Linked DNA regions of Pan troglodytes: region 1 is linked to region 2. Evidence: chromatin contacts called from public capture Hi-C data. All regions are on one chromosome and are shown on one strand. The core of a region is the stretch at or near the end of the contact, and the rest is flanking DNA. Distances in the headings are between cores, read along the strand shown.

Region 1 (7,843 bases), core at 3,993-6,492, 370 kb after region 2:
CCTCTTTCTCCTTCTTTTTCTGAGACAGGATCTCCCTCTGTTGCCCAGGCTGGAGCGCAATGGCACGATCTTGGCTCACTGCAACCTCCATCTCCCGAGTTCTCATGATTCCCCAGCCTCAGCCTCCCAAGTTGCTGGGACTACAGGTGCGTACCACGACACTGAGCTAATTTTTGTATTTTTGGTAGAGACGGGGTTTTGCCATGTTAGCCAGGCTGGTCACAAACTCCTGACCTTAGGTGATCTGCCAAAGTGCGGAGGCCTCCCAAAGTGCTGGGATTACAGGTGTGAGCCACCATGATCGACCCACACATATTTTTTTCTTATGTGTGTGCGGATTCACTGTTTATGTGTGTGCAAATATATACATATATGCACACATACATTCTTACATGTGTTTAGAATTAGTTTATGTGTATACGGGGACATACGTACATATATATTATATATTATATATATATTATTTATATATATATAATATATATTTTTTTAAGACAGTCTCACTCTGTCACCCAGGCTGGAGTGCAGTGGCACAATCTCGGCTCACTGCAAGCTCCGCCTGCCGGGTTCACGCCATTCTCCTGCCTCAGCCTCCTGAGTATCTGGGACTACAGGTGCCCGCCACCACACCCGGCTAATTTTTTGTATTTTTAGTAGAGATGGGGTTTCATCGTGTTAGCCAGGATGGTCTCGATCTCCTGACCTCATGATCCGCCTGCCTCGGCCTCCCAAAGTGCTAGGATTACAGGCATGAGCCACTGCGCCCGGCCACGTGCATGTATTTTTTATCTGCGTGTAGGTTCACTGTGAATGTGACACGTGATCCATCTGCTACAGGCATGAGGTCGATGACTCAAATACCCACCAGCAGCCTTGCCGCACGTGATGTGATTTTTACCATATGAACTGCTCTTACCAAAATCCTGAACTAAACAAAGAGATATCTCCTCCTGATCTATTGGAGTATCAAAGTTTTGAGAAATTCTGCTTGTATTAAAGTTGGCAAAGAATCCTTTATATGTGCATGCAAAGTGAATTGCTGATTATAACATAATGTACCTGATTAGAAGCAGGGTTTGCACTTGCACCCGTGTCTAGCAGGAGGCTGACGAGTTCCAGAGGACTCAGGACACTCTGCCAGGACAGACTGTTTCAGGGTTACAAAGCCCTCGCATCCAGGGATCCTGAGAGCTTCAGGCACCCCCCAGTCTGTGTGGCAATCAAAGATGCCTCCACTGTTTTCAGAATCGCCCCACAGAGGAAGTAACATTTCCCTTAAGAACCACCAATCTGCACCAGGAGTGGCAAGCTTATCTTGTACAGGGTGACAAAGTAAACATTTAAGGTCTTTGTTGCAACTACTTACCTCTGCCGCCGTAGGCCAAAAGCAGCCACAGACACGATGTAATCAAATGGTGTGGACGTGTGCCCATAACGCGGTATTTACGACATCATGTGGCCATCGGACTTGGCCAGTGGGCAAGAGTTTGCTGACCCCTGCTCTCATGTACTTTTAGGGGCTGGGTACGGTGGCTCACACCTGTAATCCCAGCACTTTGGGAGGCCGAGGCGGGTGGATCACCTGAGGTCAGGAGTTTGAGACCAGCCTGGGTAACATGGGGAAACCCCATCTCTACTAAAAATACAAAATTGGCCAGGTGGTGGGCATCTGTAATCCCAGCTACTCAGGAGGCTGAGGCAGGAGAATCGCTTGAACCCAGGAGGTGGAGGTTGCAGTGAGCTGAGATTGCACCACTGCACTCCAGCCTGGGCAACAGAGCAAGACTCCATCTAAAATAAATAAATCACGTCCTTTTAGGGAAGACCAGGGGGATGTATCCCAAGGGTGGAAGCCCTGCTGAGGTTTTCCAGGGTGGAAGGAGGTGGATCGGAGTCTCTGCAGTGCCCCAGGCTGTGAAGCTTGACTTCAGGTGTCCACCAGAGTGTCCTGTTCTTTTGTCAAACACCAGCCTCGGTGTCACTGGGAAGGTATTTTTCAGATGAGATTCACATTTACAATCACTTAAATCAAGTAAATCAAGTAAGAGAGTGTGCCCTCCACAATGTGGTGGTCCTCATTCAGTCAGCTGAAGGTTGAAAGAGCAAAAACTGTGGTTTCCTGGAAAGAAAGAAATTCTGCCTGAAGGCTGTAGTCACATAGAAATCCTGATTGAACTTCTAGCCTGCCAGCCTGCTCTACAGATGTTGGACTTACCAGCCCCACAATCACAGGAGCCAATTTCTTAAAATAAATGTTGATAGATGGATAGATGGATAATTATCTTTCTATAGATATAGAGATATAGAGACATGTACATTTCCTTCTCCAAGGGAGACCAACATCCTTGGAGAGGCTCTCTCTCTCTCTCTGTCTCTCTGTCTCTCCAGTCACCATTAATAAAGACAGAAAACCTATTCAGAAAGAGAGATAAGTATGTAGACCATATTTTTGAGTCCTGTCTCTCTGAGAGAGAGAGAGATAACCTATTGGTTCTGTTTCTCTGGAGAACTCTGACTGATTACAGAGGCCTAAGTTAACAGTGATCTGGTCTAGGGCAGATAAATACAAATACGTGCACCATATTTTTGAGAAATATGTAGGCAACAGGGGAAGATAAAGTTGACTCCACGGGACTTGCAGAGAGGGGAGTACGTGAGGAGTTCCTCATAGGTTTTTGTCTTCAGAACTAGATGGACCTTGACAGCATTTGCTGAGAAAGGCCAGCCTTAAAGGCAAGAGAGAGAAATGGAGGTGGTTCCTGTAACCATCTGCAGGGTATGTGATGGGGGCACTGGGAAAGGAGAGGGAACAGGAGAGGAACTGGTGAGAGGCGACGTGAAAAGAATAAAAGTACAGAGAACTTGTGCTCAAGGAGAAAGAGCAGCTGGGATGTTTACCATCTCTCCAGCGGCCAGATGAAACCTCAGCTCTCAAGTCCGCAACGGAATTTTCCACCGAGCTAAAGGCCAGGAGGAATTCCAAGAATTATATACATCAGCATGTAATTAAGGATGGGAAGATTTTTCTCTTAGACACTAAACAATGTGGACAGTGTTGCAGAGACGTCTGTTTAAAATCACATTTCTCTGAATAGCCATCTGTTTCACAGATTATTCCTGGATTCGGTCCTCCACAATTTTCATTCAAATTTTGAGAGCTGACAACATTTAATTTTATAATCTGCAGGTTTTGTGTCTTTACAAGTTTTTAGCGTAGTGTCTGGCACACAATAAGGGCTCAGTGGAATTATTGTGAAATCATATTTCCTGACATAGTCAATAAAGGAACAAAACATTCCACATTACCTAATTTGTACTCTCTTCTTTAAAAATTTAGAGATGTATTATAATTATATAAATTAAATTTATAAATGTATAATTTATAAATTTAATTTATATATTACACATTTATAAATTATATATTATGTAACATATATTAAACATAAAAAAATTAAATACATTATATATAAAGATGTACTGGGCTTGGTGGCTCATGCCTGTAATCCCAGCACTTTGGGAGGCTCAGGAGGTTGGATCGCTTCAGCCCAGGAGTTTGAGACCAGCCTGGGAACCATAGCAAGATCCCATCTCTACAAAAAATACAAAAATTAGCCAGGCGTGGTGGCACACACCTGTAGTCTCATCTTATCTACTCAGGGGGCTGAGGTGAGAGGATCGCTTGAGCCCGCGAGGTGGAGGTTGCAGTGAGCCGTGATCGCACCACTGCACTCCAGCCTGGATGACAGAGTGAGACGCTGTCTCAAAAAAAAAAAAAGCCATATTGATAAAATTATACCAAGATATATTTAAATACAGAATTAACTGTGTATCTATACTTTATATACATGTATGAATATATTTGAACATTAAATTATAATTATGAACATAAATTTGCATCATATATTCTACTTATGTCTCCCTGGGCACATGTCTGTATGTGTATCTGTGGACACACGTCCATGAAGAAATTGGATGGGATGAACTCGGGAGTAAGTTAACTCTGTCTGCGTTCTGTGCACCTGATGCAGCAATAAATACTCCATCAAAGGCATCGCATTTCCCAAAAGCCCGTGAGGCAGGCGTGATTCTAGTGTCCATTTTACAGAGAAGAGTACTGAGGTGTGGAGAGACTAAGTCGGCCAGCAGTGAACACCCTCAGCCACTGCTCGGACAGCTCTCGCTCGCCTCCCTGCATCTCCGGCTCCAGACGCCACGGTCTCCATCACTCTCCCTCACTCGGGATCTCATGCCGGCTCCCGGCTTGGATCACAGACGCTGACGGCTCAAAAACGTGTGTCTGGGTTAGAGAATCCACCTGTCTCCCTTAGCTGTGCACTGGGGTTGCCCAATTTAATAAATAAAAATACAAATTGCCTGGTTAAATATGGATTTCAGATAAACAATAAAAAAGAATCAACTTTTATTTTAGAATCGACTTAGATTTGGCGAAAAGTTGCAAAGAGAGTAGAAAGTTTTCCTTGTTCCTGCACCCAGCTTCCCCTGTTAGTAGCGTCTTACACGAGTATGATTTATCTCAATATTAGTGAACTGGCCAGGCACGGTGGCTCACACCTGTAATCCCAGCACTTTTGGAGGCTGAGGCAGGTGGATCACTTGAGGTCAGGAGTTCGAGACCAGCCTGGCCAACATGGTGAAACCCCATCTCTACTAAAAAATACAAAAATTAGCCAGGCGTGGTGGTGAGCACCTGTAGTCACAGCTACTCAGGAGACTGAGGCATGATAATTGCTTGAACCCAAGAGGCAGAGGTTGCAGTGAGCTGAGATTTTGCCACTGCACTCCAGACTCGGCAACGAGTGAGACCCTGACTCTAAAAAACCGTAAATAAATAAATAAATAAATAATTGCCAAGTGTGGTGGCTCATGCCTATCTATAATCCCAGCATTTTGGGAGGCAGAGGTGAGCAGATCACTTGAGCCCAGGAGTTCAAGACCAGCCTGGGCATCATGGCAAAAACCCTTCTCTACAAAAAATACGAAAATTAGCTGGGTGTGGTGGTGCCGGCCTGTAGTCCCAGCTACTCGGGAGGCTGAGGCAGGAGGATTGCTCAAGCTGGGGAGGCTGCAGTGAGCCAAGACAGCGCCACTGTACTCCAGCCTGAGCCACAGAGTGAGACCCTGTCTCAATAGAAAAACAAATACATAATAAATACATAAAACGCCTCATGGCAGGGACACACGCTGGTTTGGGTTGGAGCCAGCCTGTAAACCCAAATTTGGGGGCCCGGGCTCTCGGCTGCTGCAGCACTGACTACCGTTAAGGTAAAATAAAACTGACACATGGGCAGCGAGGGGAATTTGCTCTCCTGCCTCCCTCCCTAAGTTCATCTGCTGAGAAAAATGCTTTGAGATAAACCTGGAGCCACAGCTCTCTGCACAGTCAGATCGCAGGAACGCGGCCTAGCTGCTTCAGCCACGTTCTCGCGGCGCCACCTGGTGGCCATGGACCGCCATCGCCGCTGGACGTCAGGGCCGCCAGGCCCAGCGAGATGTCACCTCCTCTGAGGAGCCTTCCAGGATCGCACCCGGCACGCGCTCCACGCCTCGTTGTCTGTTCTTCGGAGCACCGACCATGATCACAAATCAGCTCGCTCGCTGTGTTTCCTGCCGGGTCGCTACCGCCATGATCCGCACGTAGGGGTCAAGGCTGAGGTTGTATGAATGTGGACGTTATAACCCTGGCTCCCTCTCCCTCCCTATGCTGGGCTCCCCTTGATCCCCAGGCGGTGGGGTGCCCCTGGTTTTTCCTTTTTCAAATTATAAGTCTGGCCGGGCGCGGTGGCTCAGGACCGTAATCCCAGCACTTTGGGAAGTCGAAGGAGGGTGTATCACTTGAGGTCAGGAGTTCAAGACCAGCCTGGCCAACATGGTGAAACACCATCTCTACTAAAAATACAAAAATTTGCCGGGCATGGTGGTGTGCGCCTGTAACCCCAGCTACTTGGGAGGCTGAGGCAGGAGAATCGCTTGAACCTGGGAAGCAGAGGTTGCAGTGAGCCGAGATCTCCAGCCTGGGTGGCAGAGTGAGCCTTCGTCTCAAAAAATAAAAAATAAAAAAAAGGTTAAATCAATTTAAATGTCAATGTCCACAGGAGCTACAGATGGTACCAATAGCTCCCAGCTGGGGCTCGTGTATCATTGGTCAGGGCTTCATCAGGATTGGCTACTGCCCCACCCTTGTTAAACATTTTTAATATCTTCCTTGTCTACCAGGGTCGGGCACCTCAGGTAGGTGGATGAAGGATGGGGGGGATGGGGGAGGGAGATGGAAGAGGGAAGGGAAGCAGAGGGAGGGGGAGTGAGTGGGCAGCCCTGATCGGAGGACCCTCCCCATCCCATCTAAAGGGGCTCCCTGGCCGGGCACAGTGGCTCACACCTGCCATCCCAGCACTTTGGGAGGCCGAGGCGGGTGGATCACCTGAGGTCAGGAGTTCAAGACCATCCTGGCCAACATGGTGAAACCCCGTTTCTACTAAAAATACAAAAAGTAGCCGGGCGTAGTGGTTCATGCCTGTAATCCCAGCTACTCTGGAGGCTGAGGCTGGAGAGTCGCTTGAACCTGGGAGGCGGAGGTTGCGGTGAGCCAAGATCGCCCCACTGCACTCCAGCCTGGGCGACAGAGCGAGATTCCGTCTCAAAAAAATAAAAAATTAATAAAATAAAAATAAATAAATAAATAAAGGGGCTCCCTGCTCTTCTGCTCCAACCTGTGGCTGCCGCATAGGAACATGGGTCACAAAACCCAGAAATCTGGATTCCTTTAAGTGAAATCTTCCAAATTTTATGTTTAAGAAGGTCATGTATTTATTCCTTCCTAAAGACCATGCTGACCAAATCAAATGAGTCTGTGGATAAGTGTGTCCAAGCTTCAGAATACTCCCTTTTGGAGCCTGTGGTGTAAAGGGAACAGCTTAAAGTCCCTCGCCCCAGTCAACAGGGGAATTTAGTGTCTTGGGTTCCCTGGCAGAACTTTTCTGTTTTTTTTTTTTTTTCTCTTTATCTAACACTTCCATGTGTCTTACTGAAAGCCAGCTGCAGAGTTAGAGCAGCGTTTGGCAGAATCAAATACGGACTAGCGCTTGCTTCTGTATGGCCCTCAGGTTAAGCATGGATTTTATATGTTCAAATTGTTGAAAATAAATCAGGCCAGGCACAGTGGCTCACACCTGTAATCCTAACTCTTTGGGAGGTCGAGGCAGGAGAATCGTTTGAGCCCAGGAGTTCAAGACCAGCCTAGGCAACATAGTGAGACCCCCCACATCTCTACAAAAAGTTAAAAAATTGGCCGGGCGCGGTGGCTTATGCGTGTAATCCCAGCACTTTGGGAGGCCGGGGTGGGTGGATCACCTGAGGTCAGGAGTTCAAGACCAGCCTGGCCAACATGATGAAACCCCATCTCTACTAAAAATACAAAAGTTAGCTGGGCGTGGTGGTGAATGCCTATAATCCCAGCTACTTTCAGGAGGCTGAGGCAGGAGAATAGCTTGAACTCGGGAGGCAGAGGTTGCAGTGAGCCAAGATGGCGCCATTGCACTCCAGCCCGGGCAACAAGAGCAAAACTATGTCTTAAAAAAAAAAGAAAGTTAAAAAATTAACTGGGTGTGGTGGCACTTACCTATGGCCCCAGCTACTCAGGAAGCTGAGGTGAGAGGGTCATTTAAGCCCAGGAGATCAAGGCTTCAGTGAGCTACGGTTGCACCACTGCACTCCAGCCTGGGTGACAGAACAAGACCCTTTCTTTATTCAAAAAAGAGAGAAAAGAAAAAAGAGAGAGAAAGAGAACAGAAAAAAAAGAGAAACAAAGAAAAGAAAATTATATTTC
Region 2 (6,984 bases), core at 4,012-6,511:
AAAGTAAGAATTGTATCTCATTTCCTTTTGGACATCATTAAAAATATTATCTTAATCTTGTTACTTTTGTTTGGGAGATAGGAATAAGGTGGCAATGGGAATGAAAGAGTTGAAGTCTTAAGATCAGAAAAGTCTGCCTGGGGCAGTGGCTCACGCCTGTAATCTCAGCACTTTGGGAGGCTGAGGCAGGCAGATCACTTGAGGTCAGAAGTTCGAGACCAGCCTGGCCAACACGGTGAAACCCTGTCTCCACTAAAAATACAAAAAAATTAGCCAGGTGTGGTGACGCGCACCTGTAATCCCAGCTACTCTGGAGGCTGAGGCAGGAGAATCCCTTGAACCTGGAAGGTGGAGGCTGCAGTGAGCCGAGATGGTGCCATTGTACTCCAGCCTGGGTGACAAGAGTGAAAAACTCTGTCAAAAAAAAAAAAAAGCCATTATGCAGTGGTCATGCATTGAAGTAGTGGTGTGCATAGAGGAGCTGGTCCTGCTTCCAGGCTGTGCTCAGAATCCTTGGAGGTGAGTCACCATGAAGTGAGGGTGAGAACAGCAATGGGGTAGCAGCTGTTCCTTTCTAGCCACCAGGAGTGAGGAGTAAGGGGGAGGGCAAGGGTAGTCAGAGCCCAACAGGGATGGGGTTTTCCAAGAGAATCACATGAAACGGACTATGAGAGTGGAGTGTGTGCAGAAAGAATCCATTTCACAGATTGACCCTAGAAGGTGACTTGGATGTGGGAGTGAAGTTTTGATAAAAATGGTGGAATCAATGGAGCATTGGTCCTTAAAGGATAAAAGAATGTTGGTATCAGGAGAGGAGGATAAGTCATCTGTTAGGTAGGATGTGATGTTGGAGATGGGAATGGGATGCTGGAAATGAGGGGAATGAGTGATCTTGGTTATTGATAAGTCATCTGTTAGGCAGGATGTGATGTTGGAAATGGGAATGGGATACTGGAAATGAGGGGATTGAGTGATCTTGGTTATTGATAAGTCATCTGTTAGGCAGGATGTGATGTTAGAGATGGGAATGAGATACTGGAAATGAGGGGATTGAGTGATCTTGGTTATTGATAAGTCATCTGTTAGGTAGGATGTGATGTTGGAGATGGGAATGAGATACTGGAAATGAGGGGATTGAGTGATCTTGGTTATTGATAAGTCATCTGTTAGGCAGGATGTGATGTTGGAGATGGGAATGAGATACTGGAAATGAGGGGAATGAATGATCTTGGTTATTGATAAGTCATCTGTTAGGTAGGATGTGATGTTGGAGATGGGAATGGGATGCTGGAAATGAGTGGATTGAGTGATCTTGGTTATTGATAAGTCATCTGTTAGGTAGGATGTGATGTTGGAGATGGGAATGGGATGCTGGAAATGAGTGGATTGAGTGATCTTGGTTATTGATAAGTCATCTGTTAGGCAGGATGTGATGTTAGAGATGGGAATGGGATTCTGGAAGTGAGGGGATTGAGTGATCTTGGTTATTGATAAGTCATCTGTTAGGCAGGATGTGATGTTAGAGATGGGAATGGGATTCTGGAAGTGAGGGGATTGAGTGATCTTGGTTATTGATAAGTCATCTGTTAGGCAGGATGTGATGTTGGAGATGGGAATGAGATACTGGAAATGAGGGGATTGAGTGATCTTGGTTATTGATAAATCATCTGTTAGGTAGGATGTGATGTTAGAGATGGGAATGGGATGCTGGAAATGAGGGGATTGAGCGATCTTGGTTATTGATAAATCATCTGTTAGGTAGGACGTGATGTTGGAGATGGGAATGGGATGCTGGAAATGAGGGGATTGAGCGATATTGGTTATTGATAATGACAAGGCAGGTAGGAGCGGGTGGCTTAGGGAGATTGAACAAAAGCCTTGGAGGAGAGGTCAATATGGTGATGGTCAAACATGTTGGGAGGATCATCTGTATCATGTATTCTCTTCCAGGGTAACACTGAAAATTTGGTAGGATATTCTTTGTTGTGGCAGGGAGGGTTGTGCTAGGCAGTGTGGGTTGCTCAGGGGCATTCCTGGATTCTCAGCAGCTCTCCACTCCTGTGATGACTAAAAACTCCTTCAGACACTGCCAACTATCTCCTAGGGGGCACGAGGGCTAGCCCAAGCCTGAGGGTGGAACAACACAGAAGCCCTGGAAACCCTTCTCTAGGAGGTGCCAGACCCCTCTCCTTGGATGTCCCGAGACAGGCTGGAGGAGCAGGTGATGGGGGTGTGGGCTCAGGAACAGGCAGCCTGGAGACCTCCCATCTCTGAGCCCAGTGCTTTCTGTAAAACATGGACACTCCTAGGAACTTGCTCACAGCCAAGGCTGCTGGGGATGGTTGTGTGTATTTTCCCCTGCAGTTAGATTCCTGTCCATAGAGCTGATCAGAATTTGAAATCCAGCCTGCACTCTCTCTACAGTTATGCCCACGCCAGAGCTGAAGAATCTCACCAGAGCCATACCACTGAAACTGTCTTTGCAAAAATTACAACAGCAAAAATTATGGCAGTGAAAGAGATCTGATCTAACCGATCCCCATCTTGCCTTTAACCTCCAAAGTGCCTAGATCAGTGCTGAGTTTAGGCCAGGTTAATCTGGGGAGATGTTTTAATTCATAATTTAAGTGATAGTAGCCCTTCCCCCCCAAAACTGAAACTGCCTTTGTAAAGCTAAAGAAAGGTCACCAGGTTAGGAGGATGAGGAGCCTGAATTCTGCTCAGGTGTAGACCTAAATGGTAACCAGGAGTCTGGAGGTCACAAGATTTGCCACTTCCATAATTACCTCTGCAGATAACATCGCTCTTGTAGAACCTAAGATTGGCCTTTTGAAATGTCCTTTCAGGTTTTTGCATTTCCGATGGCCAATGGCTCCATTCGAATCTGTCAACCCACCAACTGGTCCTTTAGCCCCACCCAGAAGTGAAGTCCCTGGCCCACCAAACTAGCCTTGAAAAACCCTAACCTTTGAATTTTCAAGAAGATTGATCTGAGTAATAACTGTCTCCCACGCTGCGTGGCCAGCCTCATATCAATAAACTCTTTGTTGCAGTGTCCTGGCCTCAGTGAATTGTTTTTTGCTTGTTTGTTTTGTTTTTTCGTTTTCGTTTTTGTTTTTGAGATGGAGTCTTGCTTTGTCGCTGAGGCTGAAGTGCAATGGTGCGATTTCGGCTCACTGCAACCTCCGCCTCCGGGTTCAAGCGATTCTCCTGCCTCAGCCTCTTGAATAGATGGGATTAGAGGCATCCACCACCATGCCTGGCTAAGTTTGTATTTTTAGTAGAGATGGGGTTTCACCACATTGGTCACCTGCTCTCAAACTCCTGACCTCAGGTGATCTGCCTGCCTCAGCCTCCCAAAGCGCTGGGATTACAGGCATGAGCCACCGTGGCTGGTGTCTCGGTGAATTGCTTTTTTCTGTGCAGTGAGCAGGAAGAACCAGCCCATCAGGAGCTTACACCATTGCAGATCAATCCAAAGTCCTACAGCCTTCCGCGGCCATGTGCTCATTAATAAAATTTGGGGCACAAATTCTTTTCAAAGAACAAACAAGAAAGTGACACAGCAATTTTTAGGGTCTCATTTTTTTCTCTTCTCATTTGAGGCAATGCGTATGATTTTATCAAATGCTATCAAGCCCCTTTGCCACAGCTAGATGGCACTGTGGAAGCACTGGAAAGTAAATAGGCATTCCTAGTTAAAAATCTGGCAAACTACACAGGATATAAAATTTACCATATACTCCATATTTTGCTAATATTAATTTATAAGCAAAGACTTTCAAGTTTGTTTTAAATTTTTAAATAAAAATGGGTTAAATTATTACATAATTCAATATTTATATTTTAATCATTTTTAAGTGTGTAATTCAGTGTCATTAATTGCATTCACATTATTCACAAACATCACCACCTTCCATACCCAGAGTAGTTTTCATATTGCAAAACCGGAATTCTGTACTCATGAAACACTAACTCTCCGTTCCTTCTCTCTTCGCCCCTGGGAACCGCCATTGTACTTTCTGTCTTTATAAATTAGACTAGTTTGGGTACCTTATGGAAGTGGAATCATAGAGAGTTGTCGCTTTGGGACTGGCTTATTCCCCTTGGCATCGTGCCCTAAAGTTCTTCCGTGTTGTAGCATGTGCCAGGGTTTTATTTCTTTGTAAGGCTCAGTAATATTCCATCGCATGCAAAAACCACAGTTTTTTTTTTTTTTTTTGACAGTCCTGCTCTTGTCGCCCAGGCACGACCTCGGTGTGGCATGATCATTCAGCGGCACATTCTCAGCTCACTGCAACCTCGAGATCGCTCAGTGGCACGAACTCGGCTCACTGCAGCCTCCGCCTCCCGGGTTCAAACGATTCTCCTGCCTCAGCCTCCCGAGTAGCTGGGATTACAGGCGCCCGCCATCATGCCTGGCTAGTTTTTGTATTTTTAGTAGAGACGGGGTTTCACCGTGTTGGCCAGGCTGGTCTCGAACTCCTGACCTCAGGTGATCCACCCCCCTCAGCCTCCCGAAGTGAAAAACCACAGTTTGTTTACCCATTATCCACTCCTCCCTTGATGGACACTTCAGTTTCTCTACTTTTGACTATTATGAATAAAGCTGCTATAAACACGAGAGTACAAATATCTCTTTAAAACACTGTTTTCAATTTTTGGGGGTATATACCCAGATGAGGACACAGGTGGATCATCTGGTAACTTTATTATGAATTTAACGGAAACCATCTCACTTCCAAAACCCCTGTACCACATCATATTCCCAACAACAGGGCGGAAGCCTTCTTATTTTTCCATAGCCTGCCAACACTTGTTATATTCTGTTTTATGGATAATAGCCATGTTAATAATGTGTGGTGGTTCCTTCTTTCTCTCAAAATCTATTTTTTCGATTTTTCGATAATTACAATTATTGAATAATGGGATTGTGTGTCTACTGGGCACCGTGCAATTTCTCGAACTTTCGAATCAGATGGGGCCATGCCACCCTCACTCCTCATTCTCACTGATTTTCACTGGGGGATTGCTTTTCTTCACAGCAAGCACTGACACCTCAGCTTCACAGAGACATTGTGTCAGCCCAGGAAATGTAGAGAGACCAAATGCAGAATCTGAGAACCATTGGAGCTGGTAGTTTCCGTGGCATCGGATGCGGAATGTTGCTGTTCTTCCCTCAATTTTAATGTATCCAGGGTTCCTCTGCAGACAATTGCAGGTATGAGGATAGAAGAGCAGGAAGGCAGTAGGTCTTCATTGCAGGGGGAGAGAATGGAGGAGCTGGTCTGGTTGCCAAGCAACGCTCAGTGTCTTTGGACATGAGTCACCATGGAAACTGAGTGACAACTGGCAGTGGGGGGAGGGGCTGTTCTGCCCCAGCCAAATGCAGCTGCACAGAATTTAAAAAGTGATGTGGATATTTCACAGTTTCGTGAATTAATAACCTCTCATTTGTACACTCTGATGGTCTCCATTTGTAATTTCTTGTTCATTATTTGTGTATCTCTTAGGCCAGTAATTTCCAAATGTAGTAAATCAAGATCTTTGTAAGGGTTCCACAACTTCAAACTATTTTTCTAAAAACATTAATTTTATTTTATTTTATTGATTTTTTTGAGACAGGGTCTTACTCTGTTGCCCAGGCAGGAATGCAGTGGTGCCATCACAGCTTACTGCAACCGCGATCTCCTAGGCTCAAGTGATGCTCCCACTTCAGCTTCCTGAGTAGCTGGGACTATAGGCACACACCTCCATGCCCACCTGGTTTTTAATTTTTTAATTTTTAGTATTTTTTATTTTTAGTAGAGGTCTTGCTACATTGCCCAGGCTGGTCTCGAACTCCTGAGCTCAAGCGATCTGCCCTCTTTGGCCTCCCAAAGTGCTGGCATTACAGGTGTGAGCCACTATGCCCAACCAGAACATTAATATTTTATTTGACTTTTTTCCTTCTCATTTTCTCTGCATGATATAATTCTATGAGTAGATTGAGGAAATCTCTCTCTCTTCTATTTAGGAGGAAATTAAAGGGATTTGCAAAAATGTAAAACAATACCACCTTTACCTTTACTAAGATTTTATTTGAAAAATATTAATGTTGTTCATAAAATGTGGGTTCTTTTAACATATAATAGATTTGTTGCTGTTTTTGAGTTTAAAATTGAACAATTTCTCTGCTTTTATTTATAATATGACTAATATAGGAGATATAAACTGTAGAAAGAAACATTCTTCGGAGATTTCTCAATAATATTTAAGAGTATTGGGATTCTGTCGATGACACAAATGGAGGGAAAATCATTCCATGCGCAAGGATTGGAAGAATCAATATCATTAAAATGGCTATACCACACAAAGTAAACTAGAGATTCAACGTTATTCCTATCAAATGACCAATGTAATTCTTCACGTAATTGGAAAAAACAATCTGAAGCAGCAAGAACAAAGTTGGAGGTATCACATTACCCAACTTCAAACTGTAAGACTACAGTCGCCAAAACAGCAGGGTACTGGTACAAAAACACACGTAGACCAATGAAACAGAACAGAGAACCCAGAAATAAAGCTACTCACCTACAGCCATCTAATCTTTGACAAAGTTGACCGAAAAAAGCAATCCAAAAGGACTCTCTATTCAATAAATTGTGCTGGGATCACTGGCTAGCCATATGCAGAAGAATAAAACTGGCCCCCTACATTTCACCATATACAAAAATTAACTCAAGGTGGAATAAAGATTTAAACGTAACACCTCAAGCTATACAAATCCTAGAAGAAAATCTAGAAAACACCATTCTGAACTTGGGCCTTGGGAAATAATTTATGACTAAATTCTCAAAAGCTATTGCAACAAAAACAAAAATTGACAAGTGGGACCTAATTAAACTAAAGAGCTTCTGCGCAAGAAAAAAACTTTCAACAGAGTAAACAGGCAACCTACAGAATGGGAGAAAATATTCACAAACTGCATCTGAAAAAGGTCTA

The links. Capture Hi-C pulls out chosen DNA fragments and counts their contacts.
Region 1: a capture Hi-C map of stem cell-derived neural stem cells shows a contact between it and region 2, with 7 times the contacts expected there. The contact joins two enhancer-like sites. A contact is called at or near these places in 1 of 7 Hi-C or Micro-C datasets (stem cell-derived neural progenitor cells) and 1 of 1 other capture datasets (stem cell-derived neural stem cells).

What each region holds. Positions count from the first base shown.
Region 1 is chr20:60,040,064-60,047,906 of NHGRI_mPanTro3-v2.0_pri, forward strand. No RefSeq gene overlaps it. Among named protein-coding and RNA genes, the nearest start is that of USP29, 19 kb to the right of the region's middle. Within about 2 kb of position 5,243, at least 3 of the 24 cell types and tissues checked have an H3K27ac peak or open chromatin away from gene starts, as enhancers often do. A contact at or near this core is called in stem cell-derived neural stem cells, where this site is marked.
Region 2 is chr20:59,667,595-59,674,578 of NHGRI_mPanTro3-v2.0_pri, forward strand. The region is part of intron 3 of LOC104003467 (olfactory receptor 1L4-like); the gene reads left to right. Among named protein-coding and RNA genes, the nearest start is that of ZNF835, 55 kb to the left of the region's middle. Within about 2 kb of position 5,262, at least 8 of the 24 cell types and tissues checked have an H3K27ac peak or open chromatin away from gene starts, as enhancers often do. A contact at or near this core is called in stem cell-derived neural stem cells, where this site is marked.